Linked DNA regions of Muntiacus reevesi: region 1 is linked to region 2. The links are chromatin contacts, called in public Hi-C maps. All regions are on one chromosome and are shown on one strand. The core of a region is the stretch at or near the end of the contact, and the rest is flanking DNA. Distances in the headings are between cores, read along the strand shown. Region 1 holds the start of BTD (biotinidase). Region 2 holds the start of CAPN7 (calpain 7).

Region 1 (2,700 bases), core at 115-2,614, 370 kb before region 2:
GAACCAAGGTACATACACTCGCATGACACTACTAAGCAGGTGGTCTAATGCTCCTGAGGCCCTGGCATCATGAACCACACACTGTAAGGACATTTTCACTCAAAACTGTCTTTTAAAAAGTTCTCTTCTTGCGATAAACTTTGATAGAAGAGTATGAAAAAGAAGTGTGTACATAGAGGCAGAACCGAATCACTTCGCTGTACAGCAGAAATTAACACTATAAGTCAATAAATACTTCAATACTTTTTTTTTTTTTTTTTCCACAAAAAGGTTCTCAGCTGCAGGAGCTGGTCTCGATAAGAGGCTGACTCTGAAGACTCACAACTCTCCCCACCATTTCCTGACTTCACTGTAAAGGCAGAGTGAAGGGTTACTAGCAAGGATTACAGAAAAAAAAAAAAAACCGTCAGAAGTAACTAGGCTCAAGGGGCCCTTATCCCCTGTGGCCAAAGGGCGGAAGGGTGAAGGGAGTACAAGACTTCTGGTCCAAAGGCTCTGGGCAAGTTACTTCAGCTCTCCCTGGGAGATACGGTGTCCTTGTCTAAAGTAAAGAGTACACATCCGCTTACGGATTTAATTAGTTGGCATTTATCTTCACGGATTGCAAAGTTACGAACGTATCCATCAAATAAGCGTGTACGTCAAAGCCTAGAATACAACGAGACGCGGGAACAAAACCACACAACACAAAAAAAGGCCCGCCTCGACCAACATCCGGCGCCATCCCACCGCTCGCGTCCCAGCAAAACCCGCGCGCAGCTCCCGGAGCCACGCCCCCTTCTGCGACGGCCCCGCCGCGGCCCACCTTCCGCCCTGCTCTGCGCAGGCACCACTCGCCCTGCCGGGTTCCCTAAAGGCTGTGGGGTGGGGCCGCGAGCGCGCGCCACGCCCCTTTCTGCCGCGGCCACGCTCCTGGCCCCGCTTCCGCCCAGGCTCTGCGCAGGCGCCACCCGCCCCTCCCGCGTCCCTAAAAGGTTCTAGGTCGTGGGCTAAGGCCCCAGACCCCACCGCCGGCCCACCTCTCACGCGCTCGGCGGACGCCTCCGCCTCCTCCTAAAGCTCCCCGAGTTCCGTGAGGGGCGGGCCGGAGAGAAGGGCCGGCCCTGACAGGAGAGAGCGTGTTTACCCGTCACCTCAGCGCCAGTAGGCTGGCTGCAGCCCCGCCCCTCTCCCCTCCTTAAAGGTGCCTATGGCTCCCCTCCTCCTTTAGAGGAGCGGCCTCACGGTTAGTGTCCTCAGGGGCTGGCTTGACAGGGTGACTCCGCGTTAGCCTGCTGTCCGCTGCGGTGGGAGATGTCGGAAAGTAACCTGGCGGCGCGCAGTGACGGACTCGAGGGGCAGGTGTCCGGGGCGCGAGTCATCGCCCAGGCCCTGAAAACCCAGGTGTGAGGCCTGCCCGCTGCAGAGAGCCCTACGGAAGCCGACGGGGCCGCCGCGTTGTCTTGGAAACGGGAAAGCGGCGGGAGTGGGGAGGTGGGCAGAAGGGAGGTTTGCGGGAGGTTTTCTTTTTTTACCGCCTCGAAAGGGCGGGCTGGGGTGCTGGCCTCATTCCTCTGCTTTTGGCCGCCCCCCAGGACGTGAATTACATGTTCGGCATCGTAGGCATCCCGGTGACCGAAATCGCCCTTGCTGCGCAGGAGGTGGGCATCAGATACATCGGGATGAGGAATGAGCAGGCAGTAAGTATGGACTCAGAGCCCAGCGCGTTCTTGGGAATGAGTAACGGTGATGACAAATAATTCATTGCAGACAGTCGCTGCTTACCGCTCACTCTTCTAATACTTTATGCTTATCAATCACAACGCTCCTGGGAGGCAAGACCGATTGTTAATCGTCGCTGCAGATGAGAACAGTGAGGCTCCAGTTAAAAATAAATAAATGTAAAATTCATAAAAGAGAGACGCCCCCGCCCCCCACAGAGAAGTGAAGAAACTTGCTCAAGGAAACAGCTAGCGGAGTCAGGCTTTGAACCCAGGTGTTCTGGCTCTGGAGTCCTTGCTGTTACAACTACGCAGTATGGAACTCTGCCAGGTCTTTAGAGTGTCAGAATCGGAAGGGACACTTACTTGGTCTGATACTTACCTGGGCCCCTGTGCTTCATTCCTATAACTAGCTATTGTTATGTGTCTGTTTCTGTGTATTATTTGCCTCGTCTGACTTCCCTATTAGTCTGTGAGTTCCAGGGGGTCACAAATACATATTTCTTATTCGCACATCTGTATCCCCAGTTTATCCGTGGGGCCTGCCCATGATAGTACCTGCAACATGAATGGGGAAAGGTCACGTCTCAGGTTGTGTAGTAGGTGGCTCTGCAAGGTGACAGGCCTCACAAATGATAAAGCCGTGATTGAACTCCAGAGATGTCCCAAGACCCAGGCCAGTGCTCATTCCACCTCCTCACATTGCCACCCTTCTTAGAGGCTTATTTGGAAGTCCAAGAAAGGAAGTTAGGACGTTTTGTCAACCCTGTCTCATTTCTTCATAAAGGGCATTTAGCATTTTCCCAGGTTATCTTGTGTTTAGCACCTTCCCCTTCTTTCTGTAATGAGCTGAAGTGCAGTTTAAAAATAAAAACTAACCATATGAAGGCCATAAAGGAAATTTCAATCAATCTCCAAGCAAGGATTGAAAATATACAGTATGTGTGACTGGACCTTGTGGAAATAAACTGGAATTTAATAACAGGAAGATGGAAAATCC
Region 2 (2,700 bases), core at 157-2,656:
ACCACTTTTCTGATTCTCTCAAGGAAAAGAAATTCTTTATAACAACACGCATGCAATTCTACAGCAAAACAAGAGGTGCTGTACAGCATTTCCTTTCACTTTAGAAAAAGCTATTTCATATGGCACTGTTTACTTATGAACGTTTGTCATTATTTCACAAAACTAATAAAACACAGTTCTACTTTTAAAGAAATACCACCATTATGAAATTGCAAAGAAAATAAAGTTCAAAAAGAATGACTCTGAAACACAACCGAAGTCTCTAAATATAGGTTATAAAATGAAGGCAATCAAACATTAATCTGAGAACAGTAAATTACACATTATTGCAGCATATAGGTTTGTGGAAGAAAAACGACTACCACTGTATTTTCAAAGTCTGACATTCTTCCTAAAAGAAAAGGTGACTGTAGAGGATACAGCTCCTTCCAACGGAGTGGGGATGGGCCAGGACTGGAGCTGGAGAGGTGTGCGTCTGCAAATCTTCAGAATTGGGGAGCAGGCAGTGAACTGGGAGCGCCTCTAATTCTGGCCTTAGCAATTTATCCAAAAGAAATATCACAGAAACGTGTAAAGTATTAGCTACAAGGATATTATGATGCTGAAGAAACAGAATGCACGTTAAAATGGCCAGAAGAGTTTCTCAACAAACGATGGCATACCCACATAATGGGATACTATGCATCTAGCCCTTAATATTATTATTGATAACAAGATCACATCAAGAAACTTTTAAAAAATTAGTAATTTTATTAAAAGTTCAAAAGGACAGGTTTAAAAAAATCATAGACAATCTGACCCCAGTTTGTTTTTTGAAAAAGGATGTGTACACAGACACTGGGGAGATCAAGACGTGTGGAAGTCAAGCACTAGGACGCACAATGCTTTCTTCTCCACTGACTCGCGGCGCTCTCCCGCGTGCCTCCAGCCCGTCTGCCGCGGTGAGCCCACGTCTGTGGAGCCCAGCGTCCGGCCCCGCCGCCGCCCTCAGGAGCTCCGAGCCGGGGGATCGGCGACCCAGCCCCCGGCGGGATGGCCCCTCAGCCCCGCCCCCGGCCCGAGCGGGCCCGCCCCCCGGCCCCCGGCCCCGCCCCCGGCCCACCTTGTAGTAAAACACGGCCTCCGCGTAGCGGCCCTCTTGATCGCGCTGAACCGCCAGCCGCGCGAACTGCACCGCGTCCCGCTCCAGCGCCGCCGAGTCCATGGCCGCTCCGCGCCGGAGCCCTCCTCGCGTCGCCGACCGCCGCGCGCCCAGGGGCCGCGAGAGGTCCCGGGCCGCGCGGAAGGCGAGCCAGAGCTCACTTCCGTCGACTGAGGGAGGACGGCCAACAGCCCACCTCAGGCTCCCAGCCCGCCGGCACCCTCGCGCCGCGGCCGCCGCACTCCCAGGCCGGCCCACCGGCCACACTGCGCAGGCGCAACCGGGCCCGCGCAGGTGTTCTGGGAGCCGCGGCGACTGAGGGAGGCCCCGGCTCGCCGGAGGGCGCGGGCGGTGGGCGGGGCCCGGCTGCGCCGCGCCGTGTGCACGTGACCACCCGGGCTCCGGGGATTGGGCAGGCCCATGCGGCGCCACGTCGGCGCGGCCGCGGGCTTCGCCGACTGTCTGACGGAAATGTGAGTGTGAGGGCTGTTGCTGGTCAGACTGGGTGCAGGCGCGCATGCGCCTCAGGGAACCTTGTCCCCACTTACTATCCGGGTAAGGTGAGCCGCGCTTCCCGCCCTCATCTGAGCTGGCTTTTTTAAGTCAGGGAAGTGAAGTAAAGACATAGCGTCACATTACCTGTCTCTTCTGAGCTGACTTTTTAAGATTAGGGACGTGAAGTAAGGACAGAGGGTCCTTATGTGATACTTTTATAAGGTTTCTAACCATGTGTACCTCCCTGAGTGTATGGTATTGAGTGAATTGTCGACAAGCAAGGTAATGCGTTTTCTTGTTTACTTATCCTTAGGTTAACTTAATGCTGTTGTCATGACTCAGTTAGGTGATTATTTGATTAATTTCTTTCTCTCTCAAAACTCTTGACTTCAGCAATACAAATGAAGGAACTTCACATGTGGTGGAGTGGATAAGAATCTGCCTGCCAGTGCAGGGGACACAGGGTGTATTGTTGTAGCCGCGCGTTCCAGGAAACAAACTCACCCAGAAGGACAATGCAGATAGTGGAGTGTAATTTATTACACCAGGGGGCCCAAGGCAGAGGGTCCTCTTAGCCAAGAACCCCGACCGACTTTTGTGAAAACCTTATATACCTTAAGTATATAAGTACTGCTGAAGCCCACATCCCCAAATTCCTTAAACCTAGCCTGGAAAGTGTTAAAGGGAGATACAATCAGGTCACAGCCATGATTCATAATCAGAAGGGTCAGCTGGTTATACATTGTAGCTTACACCAATGGGTACCATAAAGATTACAAAGGTGATTGACTACATAGGGGATTATTGCATTCTTTTTGGCGATGGGAAATCTTGGTATGGAATCCGGTGTCTATCACTCTGGGAAGCCAGTTCAGCTGTAGGTATGTTATGCCTATGGCTACCAGGCACATAGTCCAAAGCTCACTGAAAGTGCAAGATGGAGTTTCTTTCTTTTTCAAGATGGAGTCAGCACGGCCTCTTCCTCTGCTCCTTCAATATCACTGGTCGAGAAAGACCCCACATGCTGGGGAGCAACTAAGCTGGTGTGCCACAACTACTGAAAC

Evidence for each region. A called contact is a pair of places that touch in the nucleus more often than the background predicts.
Region 1: a Hi-C map of blood shows a contact between it and region 2, with 2.9 times the contacts expected there. The contact joins the promoter of BTD here to the promoter of CAPN7 in region 2. A contact is called at or near these places in 2 of 3 Hi-C or Micro-C datasets (blood and muscle).

What each region holds. Positions count from the first base shown.
Region 1 is chr8:31,763,177-31,765,876 of mMunRee1.1, reverse strand. BTD (biotinidase) reads right to left here and starts at 1,364. Exons shown (of 4, transcript XM_065943356.1): 1 at 1,225-1,364. It overlaps HACL1 (2-hydroxyacyl-CoA lyase 1), which reads left to right and starts at 1,245. Exons shown (of 16, transcript XM_065943354.1): 1 at 1,245-1,383; 2 at 1,575-1,679. The coding sequence starts at 1,294.
Region 2 is chr8:31,390,822-31,393,521 of mMunRee1.1, reverse strand. CAPN7 (calpain 7) reads right to left here and starts at 1,406. Exons shown (of 19, transcript XM_065943179.1): 1 at 1,103-1,406. The coding sequence starts at 1,204.